Linked DNA regions of Hordeum vulgare: region 1 is linked to region 2. The links are chromatin contacts, called in public Hi-C maps. All regions are on one chromosome and are shown on one strand. The core of a region is the stretch at or near the end of the contact, and the rest is flanking DNA. Distances in the headings are between cores, read along the strand shown. Region 1 has its middle 12 kb from the start of LOC123447506. Region 2 has its middle 37 kb from the start of LOC123449969.

What was found. Hi-C and Micro-C count contacts between places; a contact is called where the count stands out from the background.
Region 1: a contact with region 2 is called in a Hi-C map of leaf, with 4 times the contacts expected there. The contact joins two enhancer-like sites. A contact is called at or near these places in 3 of 6 Hi-C or Micro-C datasets (leaf and seedling).

The regions. Positions count from the first base shown.
Region 1 is chr4H:602,258,794-602,264,652 of MorexV3_pseudomolecules_assembly, forward strand. No RefSeq gene overlaps it. Among protein-coding and RNA genes, the nearest start is that of LOC123447506, 12 kb to the left of the region's middle. Within about 2 kb of position 1,573, at least 3 of the 3 cell types and tissues checked have open chromatin away from gene starts, as enhancers often do. A contact at or near this core is called in leaf, where this site is marked.
Region 2 is chr4H:602,154,709-602,160,042 of MorexV3_pseudomolecules_assembly, forward strand. No RefSeq gene overlaps it. Among protein-coding and RNA genes, the nearest start is that of LOC123449969, 37 kb to the left of the region's middle. Within about 2 kb of position 3,948, at least 2 of the 3 cell types and tissues checked have open chromatin away from gene starts, as enhancers often do. A contact at or near this core is called in leaf, where this site is marked.

The DNA of each region.
Region 1 (5,859 bases), core at 323-2,822, 100 kb after region 2:
GAAGATACCTCTTAAGAATAAAATCTTTGCATGGTATCTTCGTCGCGGAGTCATTCTTACTAAAGATAACCTTATTAAGAGAAATTGACATGGAACTATGCAATGTGTTTTTGTCAACACGATGAGACAATAAAACATTTGTTCTTCCAATACAAATTCGCTCGTTCTATATGGTCAGTCATCCAAATAGTTTCTCGCTTGTATCCTCCTTGTAGTGTTGCTAATATATTTGGCAACTCGTTACATGGGACTGAACACAGGTTTAGAACTCTTCTCAGGGTGGGAGCGCTTGCCGTTTTTTGGTCGCTTTGGCTATGTAGAAATGATAAGGTTTTTAATGGTAAGAGTACTTCTCTTATGCAGGTTATCTACAGATATACTCGGACGCTTAGTTTATGGTCGTCTCTACAACGTATGGAGAATCGAGACCTATTTATGGAGGTGTGTACACGATTGGAAGCTACGGCGAGGGATACTTTTACCCAACATGGGTGGCAGCATGATCTTAGGATTGGCCCTCCTATGGCTTAGGCGTTATACAGACTCTACATGTTTCTTTGTATTTCACCTTTTTTTATGCAAGTGAACTTTGTTTGGCTGTGTGCATTCCAGTTATGCAGAGGCCGGATGTAATGCTTAAGCCTTTTAAGTAATAAAACACCCCTTATCAAGAAAAAAGACCAATATGACTTAGAGGGGGGCTATGTTTCATTTTTAGACTCTTCAGGGCGTCAAATGGGTGACTCTATCTCGCCACTCCTATTTGGCGCTTGAGGCGGTACTTATTGTGATTTATTAATCCTCGCCCCCTCGATCAATTATATGTCGGCCCAGATCTTTTGTGAAGCTCCCCCCACATGTTTTGGAAGCTTCTAGAGGCTTCTGCACAGATATTTCGTTTTTCTTTTTTTGGGCTTCTCGACGGTCTTTATTCAACCTTTTTTTTTCATTTTCTTGCCTTTTTCTGAATATTTTAAATGTGTGAAATTTTTACAAATGTGTGATTTGTTTTCAAATTTATTTTTTCCCTCAAATTTAGGATCCTTTTTTAATACTCTTTTTGAATCTGCGAACTCTTTTGAAACAAATGAATGTATTCGAATGCACTAACCTTTTCCAAATTTATTCACAATTGTCAAACTTTGTTTGAAGTCGTGAACTTGTTTTTCAAAATCGATGAAATTACTTCTAAATCTGTGCTTTTTCCCGGAACCCAAGAGCTTTATAAGTAATGTTTTTTTTGTGAAAATTAATGGTTTTTTCTTTAAATTCATGAACTTGTTCGAGTTAGTGATATTTTCCAAGTCCATGAACTTTTTCTGAATCCCTTGAACTCTTTTTGAACCTTTAAACTTTTTTGAAATCCAGGAACTTTTTTTGAACTTGTAAAATTTTCGAGTTTGTGAAGTTATATTTAAACCATATTATTTTTGAAATTCCTGTTATTTAGAAAACGCATATTTTATCCGGAAATTCAGTGGTAAACAGTCAATGGGTCAACAGTTACCTGTCAACCACGACCATGTAAACGGGAACCGACACGTCCCAATGAGCTTTCACTTCCTTTGCGTTGGCTGGCCCACGAGCTGGGTGCTTAAGCCATAGGGGAGGACGTCTCATTTTTTTAAAGATAGGTGAGGGGATTATCTTATTCGCCGCTCTGTGCGAGAGGAGGTATCGGGACTTCGCATAGGACGGGGAAGGTAGCGATTTTAAATGGCCTAGCCCATTCAACAGGTTGCAGCGTCTCATTTTCGGAAAACTTATAGAATGTTTTTTTTTTACTTTTCTGTTTCACTTTCAAAAAATGTTCTGGATTTAAAAAAATGTTCTCAATTTAAAAAATATTTTCTATTTTCCAAAAATTGTTCTCAGTTTTAATTTTTTTGATTCAGATTCAATTTTTTTCTCTGTTTCAAAATTTCCTTTCAAGATTCAAACAATGTTCATGCTTTAAAGGAGTGTTAGCACTTTAAAAAAATGGTTTTTTTAAATAATTGTTCTTCGTTTCAAAAGTTTCTTGTAAAGATTCAAAACATGTTCATGCCTTAAAAATTGATCGGGCTTCCAAATTTGTTCAATATTTTTCAAAATTGTTCCTGGTTTCAAAATTTGTTCTCAAGATTTAAAAAATGTTCATGCTTTAAAAAATTGATTAATTATGTAATTAATTAAGTTAATCCCTACTTGTAACCGCACGCACGATGCGGGAACCGACGTATGCGGGAACCGTCTTTTCCTGACATATAAAGTTCATCATCAAGAATAAAGTTGACAGTTGTTTTCATTTACACCTCTCTCTCATTTCAATCACAACACGTTATCAGCACTGCTTCTTCCAGAGTGCCTTCGACGAGAAGAGATCAACAGGAAGAAAAGGTTGGATGCCTCGTTCAATGCCGACGAACCTTCGTCGCCTGCTGCAGAACGACGTCCGTCGTCGCCGCCTTGCTGCTCTCCACCGCAGGTTCGGAGAGCGCCGCCGTTTCGACGGTCGACGCCATGGAGCGGGTCGCTACATCGGCCGCCGCCACGGCGCCGGTGGCTACCGAGCGATCCGTCACGGCCTGGGCACTCGCTCCCTGAGCGGTGCGAATCCGGCAGTTGGCGCCGAGCCCCGCGCCCCGCTCGCAGTGGATGCCCTCGGCTGGCTCCTCGCTGGCCCTGCCCCGCCGATGCTCGGGGCCGACGCGGCACAGGGAGCGCCGCCGCCGGGCTTTTGGTGCTCTGCCCATGGATGGGTAGTTTGCCCACTCCACGGTACGAAGCCGTCGCCGCCGTGGACTCCGTCGAGCAGGCCCCCGTCACCATCTTCGAGGTCGGCTCTACCAGCGCCGCTGGGCCACGCCTCCCGTCTCCCACCCCTGCGGTTGTCGAGATGGGGAGCGGTTCCTCCGCCTCTGCGCCCGCGCCGGCCGGAGTCTCAGCCTCCACCTTCCCGACCGGCGCCTCCACCTTCATGTTCGGCGCCTCCGCCCCCGCGCCGACCGGCGCCTCCGCCTCCGCGCTCGTGCTCGCGCCGACCGGCGCCTCCGCCTCCGCGCCCGTGCCCACGCCGACCGGCGCCTCCGCCTCCGCGCTCGTGCCCACGCCGACCGGCGCCTCCGCCTCCGCGCCCGTGCCCACGCCGACCGGCGCCTGCGCCTCCGGCTTTGGCTCCGCTGCCCGCAGTTTTTCCTGCGCGGCGGCCGTCGACGCCATCGCGCCCGCGGCGCCGGCTGCGCACCCACGCCTGCGCCTGCAGTCTACAGCGCCGGCTTCGCCCCCGCGCCCGCGCCTGCCGTCCCTGACGCCGACGACCCCTCCGACGCGCCGCCGGCTGATGCCCTTCGGCCTCGCGACGGCGGGCTCTCCGTCGAGCAGCCGCGCCCCGCGCACTGGCTCCTGGAGCCCGGCTGCCCTGGGGCTCGCGAACGGTGCCTCGCCTGGCTATCTGCACCCGGGCGGGTCTTCCGACGAAGAGGAGGACGTGCGCGGTGGAGGCATACTCGCCCGTCACCGGTGAAAGCTGCGGTGCACTCCCTGGCGCACTTGCCGTTCTTGCTCTGGTGACTGAATACTAGCTGAGCGCTGCCTTATCCTCTCGGTGACTAAATAGATGCCTGTGTACTGCGCTGTTGGAAAGATCTAGCAGAGCACACGTGGTCTAGCAGTAGTATACTAATACTATTTGATATCTGTTTTAGGTTAATTCCAGTAGCATCAACGGTAGATCTAGCAGTAGACTAATCCCTGTTTTAGATCCTGCTTAATTCATGTTTTAATTTCTGTAGAGTACTTTGTATTCCAGCATATATGTGATGTAATATATATTTCCATGTTTGCTACATGTTGAGATTTATTACCCGTATTATTTGTAATTGAGATTTTAAATTTCTTGCAAATAAAAATCAACCCCTCATCTTAATTGAGCTTTTGGCTTAATACGAGCACGAGTTGATATGCAAAATTTCAAAATATTTTTCTTTCAAATTGATGTTTTGGGACCACACAGTAGTGAGTTGATTTACTGCATAGCAGATTATCGCCACTACGATTAAGCCTACATTCTATCATATTGATATGATGATTGCTTAATATTGTGCCCTCCCATACATTTTATTAAGTTATGACATAAGGTACTAGAAACATGAGTATCTACTGATTTTTATCAATTATGCTCTCTAGTTCTGAGAGACGGACCCCGAATTTTCTTTTGGGGCGTATCTACAATGTGTCAAACTTAACAATTTGAAAGTCACACTAATGATTTCAAGCCCATTTCTTGAAGTTAACATTAATTTTGCAACGTTCAATACAACGTAACCATGAAGGTTTTTATTTACCACGGTGTAAATCAATAATCTCTGGTTTACCCATGTAGGTAACTAATGGCTGGAAGAGAGTTCAATGCACTCGACCTCAATGGCCACAACTATCCTACCTGGGCCATGGACATCTAGATCGCTCTTGCATCCCGTGGATTAGTGCGTGCAATCCAGACTCCGGAAGATCCTCTTCCGGATGGAGTCACGCCGTTGAGAGATGAACAGAAATATGCCGCCTTATACATCATAAGGCACCATATCCACCAGATCTCAAATCTGAATATTTGGAGGAGGAATCCCCACTTACTCTGTTTCAGGCCCTCAAGACGAGGTATGAACAGCAAAAGGCAGTTGTCCTGCCGGAAGCACTCCATGATTGGACGCATATCCGACTCCAAGATTTCAAATCCGTCGGGGCATACAATCACGAGGTTCATAAGATAAGTTCCAAATTACGCTTTTGCGGGAAGGAACCTACTGATGCGGAAAAGATAGAAAAAACTCTGTCTACTATGCTCCCATCTGAAAGGGTCCTCCAGCAACAGTACCGCGCTCGTGACTACCAAGTCTATTCCGACCTCATTCATATCCTACTTCAGGCTGAAAAGCATGATGAACTACTCGCTAAGAATGGTTCTCAGCGTCCGGTTGGTTCCCAACCTCTGCCTGAAGTTCATATGAACGTCGTGAACAAACGAAAGTTTGATGGTGCGTCCCATGGCAAGCCATCGAACTTCAAGGGTAAACGCAAGCGCAACCGGAACAAAAAGCCTGAAAGGCACCGCAAAGCCCAAGTTTGATAAAACTAAGCTTTGTGACAAGTGTGGATGCTACACGCATTCTACCAATAAGTGCAAGACCCCGAAGCATCTGGCAATTCTGTATCAGCAATCTAAGGGACGCAAAGTACCTCACGGGAAAAGGTTTGAAGCCAACTTCAACCTTCATCCACATGGAACCAATGGAGCTGGTGGTTCGCAAGATGTTCCTCCCGGATCTAGCAACACCATGACACTCCATACACCAGAGGATCCTACAGACACGGAGAACATGATGGTTGAGTACGCCTCAACCGACATGTTTGGAGACTTCGTTTAGTCCCATTATCTCCTTAGTGATCGATTTATTAAATAAATCATATCCATGTGTGATGATTGTAATAGAACATAAGTATTGTTGTCATTTATATATTGTATCCGCACTTTGATATAATAAGATTGTATTCTATGTATTGAAATAAGGTTTTCTTATTGAAAATTCCTCATTTTTATATATAGCTTTCTACGGGGACAACCCGATGGAAGAGGAATTATGCCTTGTGGACAGTGCTACCACAAACTCCATTCTGAGGGAGTTGAAATATTTTCAGACTCTGAAAAAGATGAATGGAGATATTTTGGCAATCGCTGGACGCGATACGGTAATTGTTGGCACTGGACGTGCCATATTTACCCTCCCAGGTGGTACACAAGTGACAATTGAGGATGCCTTGCTGTATCCCGATTCATCCCGTACCCTCATCAGTTTTCGAGATATCCGTAAAAATGGTTTT
Region 2 (5,334 bases), core at 2,698-5,197:
GTTCGTCATATTAACCATTTAACTTGCCGATTAATCCCTATTCATAGGGTCAACCAGTGGATGATTAACTGATAAATCGACTGATTTAATTGATTAAATGCCTGATTAGCTTGCTGATTATTCTATTAATTTCTTATTCGCCAATCAACCGAGCAGCTACCAGTTAACGATTTCCTTAAAAATGCACTTTTCTCAAACCTTAGATGCGTTCGGCCAAGGTGCACCCATCCTCGGCGATTCATCTCACATACTGTGCAGTCCATAACAATAGCTAGGCAATCCTACCCCTCGTGCGCGTCTTGCGACACCTATTGTCTTTCCTAGTTTCGTTTTTTACCTTTTCCTTTCATCTATTCCTTTGGGGTTACCAACATTGTTTTTGCCTTTTGCGCTACTACGTTTTTCTATTTATCTACTTGTTTAGGCTCTATAATTATCGTTAATATACGAACATATATTCTTACGTCTAGGAATAATATTTAAAAAATAAATAAACTTCCTTAAACAAATACGCAATCATTTTCTAATAAATGAATATAATTTCTTGTACACTCAATGTGTTTCAAATATATAAACAAAATTTAATTTCATATTACTTATACATAAATTGCATTTATAAATGTTTTGTTTTATACATGGCAACATACTTTTTTTGTTTTTAACTAAGTTTTGGCTACAATTTCTTGAACCCGTTAAAAATACATATTTTTATGAAAAAAACCGCGAATAGCTTATTTTTGCAATGGCCGACAATGTGCATTTCATTTGTTAGTTTGGTGCACTCACTGAGAGTGAAATAGGAGGGGGTAAAAGAGGAAGCAAAAAAGACTCGGTAGAAGACAGGAGGCCGTCCCAATCAAATCTAGTGCGAGCAAGCCTAGCCCAACACGGAAAAGGCACTCTTACTCTCCTTACGCCGCTGCCATCGTCGGCCGACCCTGGAAGAGCTATACATTGCCCGACGCGTGACTATGTCTTGATTATCGAATACTCCCTCCGTCCAAAAATAAGTGTCTTAAGCTTAGTACAACTTTGTACTAGAGCTAGTACAAAGTTGAGACAGTTATTTTGGGACAGAGGGAGTACTATTCGGCGCCTTCGATGCCGCTTAATGCATATTTGGTACGCGGCGCCTGAAGACGTTCGCGATGGACCGGCCCGGGAGTAGCTGGTCCCCGTTTTCAGAAGCTTCCCAACAATCAGTATTGTTTGATATTTCATGTATTTTTCTAATTAGTTTTATTTTCTTATAATTTTATATTTTTATTTAGTTTTTTGAATGCACGTAAGTTTTTTCAAAATCAAATAACTTTCATCAAAGTTTATGTAATTTCGTAAAGTTTCTGTACTTATTCCGAAATCAATGATTTTTTTTTTATCAAAATTGATGAACTTTTTTCAATTCATGTGATGTTTATCAAATTTAATAATTGTTTTGAAAAATTGAAGATTTCTTTTCAAAGTTGTGACTTTGTCAAAATAGATGATATTTTCGAAAATTCATGTTTTTTTCAAAATCGGTGAATTCTTTTTCAAATTTGATGATTTTTTTCAAATTCCTGATTTTGTTTCTTGAAATTCATGATTTTGTTTTTGAATTTGTGAAGTTTTATCATATTCCTGATATTTTTCCTATTCTTGTGTACCTTTTCCCATTCTTTTTCAAAATTCAATGGTCAAACGGTTCACAAGTTAGGCTTTTTCTGTCAACCGATAAGACTGAACGAGCGAGTCTTTTTAGGGGGTCAAACAAGTGAGGCGTCAGGGCAGGACGAGTGATCTCACATTGTTTGGACTGCGGTCGATCTTGTGTGCATGTGTGCGCTAGTTCTGTTATCATGGGGAAGTCCTAGTCGCCGCACAAGGCGTAGCTGACTGGGCTGAACCAAGCTATCGGATGAAAATCTTGTGTGCATATGTGCGCTAGTTCTGTTATCATGGGGAAGTCCTAGTCGCCGCACAAGGCGTAGCTGACTGGGCTGAACCAAGCTATCGGATGAAAATCTTGTGTGCATATGTGCGCTAGTTCTGTTATCATGGGGAAGTCCTAGTCGCCGCACAAGGCGTAGCTGACTGGGCTGAACCAAGCTATCGGATGAAAATCTTGTGTGCATATGTGCGCTAGTTCTGTTATCATGGGGAAGTCCTAGTCGCCGCACAAGGCGTAGCTGACTGGGCTGAACCAAGCTATCGGATGAAAATCTTGTGTGCATATGTGCGCTAGTTCTGTTATCATGGGGAAGTCCTAGTCGCCGCACAAGGCGTAGCTGACTGGGCTGAACCAAGCTATCGGATGAAAATGGGCAAAAATAGCTGATGCCGATCTAGGATTTGAACTCAAATCAACTACTAGTGCATGTACCTGACTGACCAGTCCAACTATCATGCATTGCTTACATATAAGAGGTAGAGCAAACTCTAAAGAACTAATTTTAGCTGCACAAACTGAACATTACTTCAAATATTGCAAACAGTGATTCAAATTTCGAACACTTTATTGAAGTTACGAATAAATTGTAAAGAACGGGAACAATTTTCCAAAATTAACTCCATCTTCTAAACTTATGTAGACATTTTAAATTTGCGAACATTTTTAGAATGTGTAAATTTTTTTGGAAAATGCATCATATTTTGACATTCTGAACAATATTTGAAAATCAAACATTTTTCTAATTTCTAATACATTTTATAAAACATGTATATTTCTGAAAGTCTTACCAATTTTCAAAATTCCAGAATTTGTTTTGAACACGTGAACATTTCTCATAATTCCAGAACATGTTTTGTAAACATGAACAATTTTTGAAACCGTGAAAAAATGTTCGCGTTTTAAAATATTTTCAAATAAATTATATAATTCTGATAAAAAAATTTAAACCGCAAACATTTTTCCAATTTCCAAACAAATATTTGAAAATGGAATATTTCATGAAATTATGAAAATATGAAACCGCGGACATTTTCTGAATTTCTAAATGGAACTTCATGGAACATATAACAGAAATTTAAAACCGCGAACATATTTTGAAATTCTGGAGTACTATTTCAAACGCGAATAGTTTTTTGAGTTTCAGACCAAACTTTCAAACCACAAATATCTTTTGCAAATTGCAGAAGTTCTTTTAGTATGAACATTTTATAAATTTGTAATACATAAACATGTTTTTCAATTCCTGTAAATTTGTGAACATATTTTAAAATTCGGAACATTTTCAAACTTCCGAACGAATTTCCAAAACATGAAACATGTTTGTAAACGTGACATTTTTCAAAACTCCCGAACAAAATGTGAAAACATCTACAATGTTTGAAAACATGAACTTTTTATCGGAAATGCTAACATTTTTTGAAACTCCCGAACAAAATTAGAAAATGCGAACATTTTTCGGAAATGTAAACATTTTTTGAAACTCCCGAACGATAATTCGGAAATTCGAACATTTTATAATTTCTCGAACATTTTCTGATACGCGAATAGTTTTTGCATTTTTGAAGAAAATGTGAAGTCATGAAAAATGGAGCATTTCATAAAATTCCGAACCAAGGAAATGAAATCCATAACATTTTTTGAAATTATTGAACATTTTTGTAAACTCACGAACAAAATTCGTAAACACAAACAATTTCTGTAACACAAACGTTTTTTTGAATTTTGGATTTTTTATATTTCTGATCAAGTAGAAAATAGTTCATTTTTTAAAATTTCAAACAAAATTTTGAATAATGCAAAGATTTTCGAAATTTCTGAATCAAATTTGAAAAATAAAAAAAGTAGAAATTAAAATGAAAAGAAAAAAGGAGCAGTAAAAGAAAAGAAAAAACCAAGTGAAAAACGGAATAAACAGAAAACAAATCAGCACTTAAAAAATTCAGCGCATTGTGCATAGCAGGAACTTTGCTGGCCCATGTGCAAAGCTGGAAGTTGGCTGGAGAATTTGCCGCAGGGAGCGCCGAATATGATTTTCCGTTTTAATGTGGTATAGGTGCTCCCGTCTCGCTATAAGCGAGGGTGGACCATATTTCTTCAGCGTTTCTTTTTTTTGCCATTTGTGTTCTCGTTTTTGCATTCGTTTTGCTTTTTCTCATATTTTGAAATATTCCAAGTGAATATATTATAAAAAATAGTTTATACTCAAAAGCGAAAAATGTTAATCGTGCTTTTAAAAAATGTTAAACATGGATAGATTTTATCCCAATGTATACACAATTGGTGCAGTGTGTTTTAAATAAGACACAGCAAATCAAATATGTGAAAAAAATGTTAATCATGTACATTGAAATGTGAAACGTGTATGTCAAAAGTGTACAGATATATGCAAAAAATATGCACAGTTTGTTTGGAAAAAGTAGACATAACAAATATGTTTGAAAAATGTTAATAAGATTTTAAAAAATGGCAAACCTGTATTTCCAAAATGTTCCTGATATATAAAATACAAATTTGTATTAAAAATTGATATGAAAAATATATTATTTTCCATATTTATGAATAATGTATTTAGAAAATGGTAAACTTGTATATTCAAATGTTCCTGATGTATAAAAAATGCATCACTGTTATAAAAATGTTGATATAAACATATATTTTTGGAAAAGAAATAAATTATGTTTTTTTAGAAAACAATTCAACCTGTACATAAAATTTGTTTCAGAGGTACATGGAAATATTTCATGTTTGAAATGAATGTTAAAAATCCATAAAAAAAAGATGCATGCTCTATAAGGAAACAGAAAGAAAAAGACTAGTACAATTGAAACAATCGTAAAAGAATGGAAATCGTGGAAACTAATAAAGAGACAAAGAAAATGGAAGAAAAATAAGAAAAACCCTAGCGAAAATGCAGGGAAAAAAAGCAGACAGACAGAAAACCAGTAAAACTGAATTAATAAACAAATAAAATTTAAGTGAAACGAAGGAAAAAAGTGTGAAAGAAAAATGCGCAATAAAAACCAAGAAATGACAGAGAAATCTGGTGGGAAGATAAAAAAACAGAAAAACAAAAAAGAACATGAAGAAAAATAGAAAAAGAAAACAAATGAAAAATCAGGAGAAAACCAGACCAACAAAAAAAAGCACATGATCGGGCGACGATAAGCCATCGATAGAAAAAAGAAGCAACCAAAATAGGATGTCCGAGATATTTCCATCTCGCTTAAAGAGATACACTTCTCGTGTGTTTGTTCTTGCCTAAAATGTACGGTATTTCTGTCGGCCTGTTTTTGTGTGTTTGTTCCCTCGCTCTGTGTAAGTGGCTAATTTCGCATCGCTCGGTCGCTGCTTCAATTAGTTTTCTTTATTTTTTTGTTTTTTGTTACTTGCTTGGTTTTTGTAGA